Linked DNA regions of Rattus norvegicus: region 2 is linked to region 1. Evidence: chromatin contacts called from public Hi-C data. All regions are on one chromosome and are shown on one strand. Each heading gives the region's core, a stretch centred on a gene start, on an enhancer-like site or on the middle of the called end of the contact. The rest is flanking DNA. Distances are from core to core; before and after follow the strand shown. Region 1 has its middle 53 kb from the start of Add2. Region 2 overlaps Tgfa (transforming growth factor alpha).

Region 1 (4,857 bases), core at 979-3,478:
AAGTACAACACACAAGCTAGAAACACAGAGATGTGTAGTCTCATGAAGACAACAGTTCACAGTGGCAATCACTAGGACCAGGTACATGCAGAGTTGGGAGAGGTGGGAAGAAAGCAGTATTTTATTCTATCAAATCAATTTGATGTTTGAAACAATGTGCCCCAATAAAACAAAAATTATAGAAAGGATTAAAAGATTAATTTCCTCTAAGGAGAGGGTGTTTAGTATCTACTTCTGAGGCTGTGCTGCCTTTTATGATGACCTTGGCCCAATGTATGGCTCAGAAAACACAGGCAACTCTTCATAAGCTAGCCTCTAGTTTTCTATAGAGGTATTAAAGCATGCCATTATATTGTATACTAGTATATATATGACCTGTACTAGCTAAACATTGGGGCAAACAAATGATAAGCAAGTAGAAAGCATTTAAATGCAAGTTAGACGACGTCTTAAAGGTCAATGGCATTAGTCAGCTTTCTGCTGTATTGACAAAACACCCAAGATAATGAACTTAAGGGAAGAAGCTTCCTGTGTCAGCTTCCGAGTCATGTTTGCTCGTCCACGTTGCTTCGGATGGTTGGTGTCACAGTACATCATGGTGAGAGTGCAGGGCAGCAAAGGACAAGGTATTTACTTCACGATGGTCCAAAGCAGAGACAGGAAGAGGATGGCCTGGGTACCAGTATCTCTGTCAACAACACGCCCCAATGATGTAACTTTCTCTAATGAGCCCCCACTTAGAGGTGCTACCACTGTGCAATGGCACCATGGGCTATTCTGCATGGGCCTCTGGGGAACACTCAAGACACCCAACCGTTGTAATTGTTCATTACATTGAAACTACATTGGAAGAAATCTTCTGGGAAATGCAATACAAAGAAACAGAAAGCAGGAAGGATTTCTTTTTTGACTTTGTAAGATACCTGTAGACTTTGAAGTCTGGCTCTCAGTCCAAAGGTGGTCTTGAAATCTGCTCTGGGAGGCCAGACAGAGACCAGTTAGCCCAGGCTTCCGGCTATATCCATCTTGCCTTTGAGATATGAAGACCCCCTCCCTGAGAGGGGATTCCTACTCCAACCCCGGCACAGGATGCATCCTACAGCTATTAACTGGATGTACACATTGTTCCCGTGCCCTTAGAACCATCCACACATGGATGGATGAGAGGGAGAGGGTCCCGCTTTATTTCATCTGTGTCACTCGGGGGACTCCAAAATGGAAGCTAGCACTTGCACAGTGTATGGAGGGGTGTGTGTGTGTGTGCGCGAGGGCACTCACACATATACATGAAACTAAAAAAATAGCCTTAAAACACAGATTTCATTGAGAGTCAAATGAATGGAATAAATGATACATAGTGAATGGAGATGGAATTTTAAAATTGGCATAAGAACAGATACATTGCTGAGAATTCTGGGTGTCAGTCTACATCCCACTGTTGAAAAGGCACAGACGGGGCTGGGGATTTAGCTCAGTGGTTAGAGCGCTTACCTAGGAAGCGCAAGGCCCTGGGTTCGGTCCCCAGCTCCGAAAAAAAGAACCAAAAAAAAAAAAAAAGAAGAAAAGAAAAGGCACAGACAAGGGCATTTTGGGTGGCAGTGTTCATCACCTTTGAGAACACAGAGTCGTAGTGCCCTTCTGTGTAGCTACACCCACCCTGCCGCTGAAAGAGTCAGAGTGCATTCTGGGTAGCCACACCCACCCTGCCGCTGAAAGAGTCAGAGTGCATTCTGGGTAGCCACACCCACCCTGCCGCTGAAAGAGTCAGAGTGCATTCTGGGTAGCCACACTCATCACCTGAGAAGACCTTGTGTTTGTGAAGCTCTTCTCACACCTCAGCTTCCTTCGTACCCCAGAGCTCTCACCATGACTAGAAGGTTGGGGGCTACGGTTGGCCCAGGGTGCTCAGTTTCTGTCTATCAGGCTGGGTCTAGCTTTTCCCTGAAACCCAATGACTGACTCCCCTCCTCTTGCTGACCCACTCCAGCCCACAGTGACTCAGAGATAGGCACTCATAGTCATGGATGTCTTTCCTGCCACAGAAGAAAGAGACAGTGTTTGGATGACACGGTCTTCTAGACGGGAATGTGCTGGGGTTTCTTGTTGTGGTTGTTGTTTGTTTGTTTTGGGTTTTCTGTTTGTTTGTTTTTGAGCCCAGAGGCTTTAGGGATAAGAGCAGGAGGTCACCTTGGCCCTGGGTATTTGAAAGCCATTGGGATAATTGTGAATCATTCCTTAGTGACTCACTGTGCCCTGTAATTGTGAGAGAGAAGTTTGTCTTGACATCCTCCCCCACTCCCCTCCCCAACTCCCCCACTCCTCCACCCCACCCCCACCCCAGCTCTCAGTTCTCTTCTCAGTTGTGACAAGATACACCAGTTCTTCCAAAAACAATGGTTCACTCCCTGTGTGCTATCTGGTGTCACCTTGCCTGGGAGTCTTTATTCTCAAGGAACAAGCAATAGAGGGCACCTAAGACAGATTTGATCAAGGAAGTCTTGGAGGAGTCTAGACTCACCAGAACTTCCCAGAATGTATTCAGACAGCTGGCCTCCTCCCAGAGACATCCCCCCAAAGTCTACCAGGAAGCACAAGGGGCTCCCCAAGGTGAAGGCAGCCACCATCATGTCTTACCAAAATAGGCTTTAAAAGCCATGATAAGGGGAAGGCTTGTAATGACAGCCTGAGCCTCCTTTCATCCAAGTATCTAGATTCTCCTAGACACACTAATTACATCTTCCTGCCCTGGAAGGAGGAACTGTGCTTGTTACCCTAGCAGGACATCTCAGCTCCCTAAGAACCAACACTGACCTAAAACCAGGAATGTCATGGGTCCACCCTCAACCCTGTCTGTGTGGTTCTTATGATGGACCCTTACTCTGAATTCACTATGTGAAAAATGACAGAAGTCAGGCTGGCAAGATGGCCCAGTGGGTACAGGCGCTTTGCCTCCACGTCTAACGACCCGAGTCTTATCTCCAGGACCCACAGGGTGAAAGGAGAGAGTCAGCAGGCTGTCCTCTCTGACCTCCACACATACCGAGGCACATGCTCCCTGCCCCAAGTAAAGAAAGTGCAGTAAGTTTTTTTTTTTTTAAATGGGAGAAGTGAGGGCTGGAGAAACAGTTCAGCAGTTAAGGTCTCTTGCTCTGCAATCGTGAAGATTGGGGTTCAGATCCCAGCACCTACATAACAAGCTAGGCATCCCCCAGAAGCCCGAACCCCCGCTCTGAGTAGAGCCAGAGGATAGCTGGGGTTCACTGGCTTCCAGCCTAGCTGAGGTTTAGAGAGCCCAGCCAGGCCTCACAGGGACAGGCAGGCGATGTCCTAGGAACTCACAGATGTCTCTTCCAGCCTCCAGGAATGTACAGGCACACACACCAGCACACACTCAGACACACATGTGCCATGAACACACATGAATAAAATAGAATTTTTTAAAAAGACAAATGGGCATAAACAGTAATAAATAGTGCTGTAAGGTGCCAGATGTTGAAGATGTGGCATGAGGGTTGCGTCTGCCTCAGGAAGACTCTGCTCCCATTTTTGCAAGCCAGCTGCTTGGCATTGTGGGGTAGGAGGGAAGCTGCTTGGCCTTCAGGCTGCTAGCCAGAGCTCCTGAACTTGTAAAAACATCTAATGCCACAGATTTCAGGAGTCCCTCGGAGAGTTCCCTCACACAGAAGTAGAATGTAAGGTGGTATGGGGACAACAACAAAATTTCTGTCCCTGGAAGCCGTCCTACCTTCCTGGCCAGCCCTCAGGCCATGTCACCATAGGCCCCTCTCCCTGGTCACTGGTGCTTGCTCAGGCTCAGTCAAGATTTCTGGAGCCTTGATAGCATAGGAGGAACACCATAGTTCATCCTAGGTTAAAATGCTATCTTTTTGAAACCCCCACAGTGGCTTCTGAGACCTGTCTGGAAATCCAACTTGTTCTAACCTCAGTCTGGTCAAGGGCAATGACAGTCACTCAAAAATATTATTCTGCATGTGTTGCTTGTAGCTACTACCTTGGCTCGAGGGCTATTATTCAGGAGAGGAAAACTAGGACGGGAAGTCTTTTTAATTTGCTATTAGAAAGATTGACAGTAACCTGCGGCAGGCATCACTCTGCAGGTCAGCCTGTGAATGAACTTGTTCTTGGAGCTTCCTCACTCATTCCAAGGAAGAGGCAGATCCAAAAGAAACTGTTGTACTGGTGGATCAGGCAAAGGATAGGTTAATGGGACATTTAGGACCCAGCATGGTGTTCTGAGACCAGCATGGGGATGACTAGGTAGTTAAGGCCAGATCCAAAAGATACCCTTGCAAGGTTTGTCCCGGGAGAGGTGAGTGGAAACAGTCCTTTGCCGGTATTTCTGCATTGGTGGATGAGTGCGCCCCCTGGAGGCAGTGCAGTGAGTCCTCAAAGGACATGAGTGCTTCCCCCATACACGGTGGCAAAGGGCCTGAGAGGTACCTGTAAATTTTACCCATTATGTCAATTTTCTGCAAGACGAACTGCTGTCTGTTGAGCATTCTGTGTAGCTGGTGGGAGATGCAGATGGAAAGCAAGAATTTTCAAAAGTCCTTTTGTGGTTAATCCGCAGGGCCGGAGCCAGGCTTGCACAGATTACGCAGGGCCGGAGCCAGGCTTGCACAGATTACGCAGGGCCGGAGCCAGGCTTGCACAGATTACGCAGGGCCGGAGCCAGGTTTGCACAGATTACGCAGGGCCGGAGCCAGGCTTGCACAGATTACGCAGGGCCAGAGCCAGGCTTGGACAGATTCAATTTAATGCTCAGCAGGGGTCCCAGACTCCGTTTTCCTTTTAAGCCTTTGTTGATGTACGCCCAGGGGTGCTTGCGGTATGATA
Region 2 (4,857 bases), core at 1,671-4,170, 140 kb before region 1:
CAAACACAAGGGAGGCAGAGAGGAGACCCCGCTCACTGGGGAGACACTGGCCTTTCCCCTGGGGGCAGATGGGGACTGGCAAGGTGGTACAGAACCCAGGGCAGGTGGGGGATGAGCTGTTGGCTTGGGCCACACAGGGTCTGAGTTGTTTGTGTCTCAACAAGTGAGACAGGTCCTCTTAGCCCATCTTCATGCTCTGCCTCTGGACCCAGACGTCCCTACCTTCCAGAGGCTCCCTGAATTATGGAACCCTTTCTGTGATATTTGACACCTCCTCCATGCAGGGTCTTAATCTACATCCTGCCAGTTCGATGGTCCACATGGTCCCTGCTAGCCCCAGGGTAGATGTATGCACGGGTGGCCACACATGGGTGCTTGGGCATCAAGTCTGATATCTCTCACCTGGAACACAGTCCCTCACTCTCTCCACACTGCTCCCACAGACCACATTCTCCCCAACTACATGCTTTCTGCATTCACCCGCACGCCAGCCTGTCTGCTTTCCCACGGCTCGCTCACTCAGAGTCTCCCAGACCCCGCCCATCATTGAGCACCCTCTCTCCCATGTGCCCACCCTCTCTCTCCTGTGTCCACCCTCTCTCCCCTGTGCCCACCCTCTCTCCCCTGTGCCCACCCTCTCTCCCATGTGCCCACCCTCTCTCTCCTGTGCCTACCTTCTCTCCCCTGTGTCCACCCTCTCTCTCCTGTGTCCACCCTCTCTCTCCTGTGTCCACCCTCTCTCCCATGTGCCCACCCTCTCTCTCCTGTGCCCACCCTCTCTCCCCTGTGCCCACCCTCTCTCCCCTGTGCCCACCCTCTCTCTCCTGTGCCCACCCTCTCTCCCCTATGCCCACCCCCTCTCCCATGTGCCCTCTCTCTCTCCCCTGTGCCCACCCTCTCTCCCCTGTGCCCACCCTCTCTCCCCTGTGCCCACCCTCTCTCCCCTGTGCCCATCCTCTCTCCCCTGTGCCCACCCTCTCTCCCCTGTGCCCACCCTCTCTCCCCTGTGCCCACCCTCTCTCCCCTGTGCCCACCCTCTCTCCCCTGTGCCCACCCTCTCTCCCCTGTGCCCACCCTCTCTCCCCACCCTCCTTGCTCCTGGGGTCTGGCCTTGACCTACAAAATGCCCTGCTTCTCAGCAGTTCCTCATGAATGGGACAAAGGCAAGAAGTGACATCTTGTCTTCTCCTTAATTCCCAATCTTCTAATATTAGACTTAATTATGCCGATTATTTTAAGCACAAGTCACACAAGGAGGGAGGAGTGTCACCTCACCTGGCCACAAATGAGCCACACCCTCACTCTGATGCCACCTCTACCTCTGTCAGGCAGATTAAAGAGAAATGTACCTGTGTGTGTGTGTGTGTGTGTGTGTGTGTGTGTGTGTGTGCGCGTGCGCGCGCGCATGTGTGTGTATGCATGCATGCATGCATAAGTGACTAAAATTCATTACATAAATGTATAAAACTGTAAAACAGTTTTTTTAACAAAAACAAACAATAAAAAAACTGAATAAAAAAAGAAACCCCAAAGGAACATTCTCAGGCCCTGCAGGACTGAGGGCGGAGCTCAGAGTGACAGTGCTTGCCTTGCATGCACAAAGCCCCAGGTTCACACCTAGCAACACACCCAAGAAAAGCAGAAAGCAGAAACCCTCTGCAAACCCACTTTAGATGAAGCACATTGATTTCTGTGCTTTAGATTCACCAAACTCCTCTTCTGTCCAGATGGTGCCTGGTGCGCACTATGCTAACCAAGGCTGGGCATTATCTCTGTACTCAATGATACTTTGTATTTCAGGTCAGATCCTCAGGGCAGGAGCTCAAAGGTACACAGCTTGGCACAGGCTCTGTAGCCAAATTGGCCCATGTTCAAAGCCCTTTCTTCACTTCCTGTCTATGTAACTTCGAGCCAGTAACTGCTCTTTACCTTCAAGAAGGCTAAAGGAGCCTTGTCCACACCGGCGAGCCGTGCTCAGCACAGAGGCAGGCTATGTCTCTGTTAGGTATGGAATTAGACAGTGGGGGATGGGCTGGGAGGCGGCTCAATTGGAAAGGGCTTGCCTTACAGTGTGAGGATCTGAGGTCGAGCACCTGAGTGAAGCTTGTCTCTGATCACATTTTGTATCAGCTTGTGCGTCACACGCATCATCCCACGGGGCTAGGCTGGGAGCAGACTTCCTGGACCGCTGGAGTGAGAGCTGAGCTCACCTGAATCAAGAACTGGGTGTGGTTCAGAGGCAGAGAACACTCGTTTAGCCCTGGGTTCCATTCCCACCTCTGAAATAACGAAAAGAACTGGATCCACCCCATACTACTATCTTTCCCATGGGGCTGGGAGGCCAGGGCTTCCTCTTTAGCTCGGAGGGAAGGGTCTCTTGGGACACCTCCTAGAGTTTTTCAGTGATGACACAGAACTCACACCCCTGCCACCTCCCAGTGTTCAGAGCTTAAAATTCTGGTTGTGGACCTGAAAACTAAACCCTACTTAATTAAATCAATGAATGTGGATCGGTGTGTGTGTCCAGAGGCACAGCAGCAATCTCTTTGCAGTACTCTCTGTGCTCCCATGGCTGAGGCTGAATGGGTCCAGGTCACATGTATGGGACACTCAATTGGATTTCAACTCAGGTCTGTCTGACCCCTCAGATCCCGAGAGAGACCCTCGCTGTCTGCTTTGGGTAGAGACAAAACCAAGGCATAATTCTCTCCAGTCCTGCCGTGGGGTAATGTCATGCTACGCCCCTGCTGGTCTGAAGTCACACCACCTTGCTCCCCCACTGGTGTTCAGAGGCTGATGGAGGTGCCGGTGGGGGTTCCTATGCCAAGAGCAAATCCCCCATCTGGATCTGATCTCTGCGGCTGTAGGGCTGCCTGCCTGCCTGTGCCGGAATGTTGCTCATGGTCTGCTCTCTCTAGTGTCTGGCTATTCCGACTCACTGGCATGCATTGTGGCCAGCTCCCTGGCCAGGCCATCGGGGAATGTTTTCTTTGAGTGACAGATATGTGTTTCTCTGGGGTCACTGACGGGCTCTTCAGTCACCAGGAACATCCAAGACAGTCTCCTGTGGTTCCTCACACTGGTCACCTGAGTGGATTCTGCCTCCTTCCGTCAGCAGACACAACACCTGCCCATGCCACCTAGGTACAAGGGTGGCCCCTGACCTTACATCTCCATAGTTTTCTGTTTCCTACATATCTTCCTGCCATGGCGTTGGACTCCAGGGAGATTTCTACAGCGTTCAGACAAACAGTCTTGGGCTTGTCTGAAACAAGCACATTTGAGGATAATTTTCGAGATTGTCTGATGAGTGGTATATTTTTTTATCCCCTAGTTTTAGAGTATGAAATGTTGCTTTAGGTTTTCTGGGAACCTAATTCTTCTTGGAGAGTGTGCTGAGAAGCAGTGCCCGCCTCTGCACCACATTCTCAGCTTGCTAGGGTTTCTTTACGAGTCCCTGACAGATGGGGCCCTACCTCAGGTATGTCAGTTTTATTGACCAGAATGTTGCATGTGTCAGCTCCTCCAAGCCGGGAAGTTCTTAAGAGCGGGGACAGAATGTTCTGGCTTTCCCTGTAGAGACTCGGAGTTTCTGGTCTGGTGGGAATTTGGTAGCTAGAACATTCTTTTGGTTACTATAAATATAAAGAAGGTGTAAGGTGTGGTCCTGTCTCTCAGAGCTGATGCATCAGAAGGGGTAGAGAAGCAAACCTTACCAGGTCTCCAGGTCAGGACAACGTGCCTTGTTTGGAGAGACTGGCTCTGGGCCCCCAGAGTGTTGTGCAGAGGAGAGGGCCTAGCCCTCGCAGCCCCCACAGTCTCTGATGCTAAAAGGGCCCTCTGTGGATTAAGGGCCACTCACTGACAACACTCAGGGGTCATGTGAATGGTGAGAGGGAATTAGTGGGTGACTGTAAGCGAACAGGGATGGCAGTAGGTGGTGGACACCAGCATCCTGCTTTGGTGTCAGGCTATCCTGGGGGAAGGTGGGAGCCAGAGAGCTGGAGAGGACAGCCCTGTCTGGGTAGTATGGAGGTACACCCATGGGGAGTCAGGGCAGTACTGTGTCTTCTGTTGAGTCACGAGAAGCTGAGCACCTGTTGGGAAGTGTGAAGCCCAACTCCAAGATGTACACAAGGACTTAGGGTCACCTGCACAGTAACATGCCCATAGGCTAAATACTGCCCCCAGGCCCCCAGGATACAGGAGGGAAACTGAGAGAAGAAGGTGGTTGCTGTTTTCCATGGCCTTGGCTTTCCCAGGTTGGCAGAGTGTCCTATTCTCAGCCCTTGTCTCCAAAGGAGGCTTGTGAAGAGTCAGTACGCCTGGTCCTGACCTTTCTCCGGTTCGCTTGCTAGAGTAAAATGCCCAAAGTATCCTTGGAAACAGGGCTCTTGATGACTTGAGGTGAATTCTGTGACAGAAGCATTTAAGTTCATCTTGTCACAGTCACAACAATGAGCATCTGCAAACATCTCTTTGTGAACTTACATGGCTCCCACTGTCCAGAGGATAAAGGCTCCGTTTCAGGGGACCCTGCTCTCTGGTTGGATCTTCTGCCTACCTGCTGCGGGTTCCTACCTGCTGCGGGTTCCTACCTGCTGCGGGTTCCTACCTGCTGTGGGTTCCTACCTGCTGCGGGTTCTGACCTGCAGCAGCCCTTGGCACCTGTGACTGCACATCTTTCTGCGATTACCACGGGCTCTTTTTTTATTTATGTGTGGAAGTGTGTGCACACAAGTGTGTGTTCATGTGTGCATGCAAGTGTATGTGCCCAGACACACACGTTTGACACACATGTGGAGGTCATAGGGTGACCTTAAGGGTTGGTCTTCACCTCTTGTTTGAGACGGGACT

Evidence for each region. Hi-C and Micro-C count contacts between places; a contact is called where the count stands out from the background.
Region 2: a contact with region 1 is called in a Hi-C map of the A7r5 cell line, with 5 times the contacts expected there. The contact joins two enhancer-like sites. A contact is called at or near these places in 3 of 12 Hi-C or Micro-C datasets (the A7r5 cell line, hepatocytes and mammary epithelial cells) and 1 of 1 datasets of contacts at active chromatin or transcription factors (oligodendrocytes).

Annotation. Positions count from the first base shown.
Region 1 is chr4:120,105,767-120,110,623 of GRCr8, reverse strand. No RefSeq gene overlaps it. Among named protein-coding and RNA genes, the nearest start is that of Add2, 53 kb to the right of the region's middle. Within about 2 kb of position 2,228, at least 5 of the 93 cell types and tissues checked have an H3K27ac peak or open chromatin away from gene starts, as enhancers often do. A contact at or near this core is called in the A7r5 cell line, where this site is marked.
Region 2 is chr4:120,246,129-120,250,985 of GRCr8, reverse strand. The region is part of intron 3 of Tgfa (transforming growth factor alpha); the gene reads right to left. Among named protein-coding and RNA genes, the nearest start is that of Tgfa, 73 kb to the right of the region's middle. Within about 2 kb of position 2,920, at least 6 of the 93 cell types and tissues checked have an H3K27ac peak or open chromatin away from gene starts, as enhancers often do. A contact at or near this core is called in the A7r5 cell line, where this site is marked.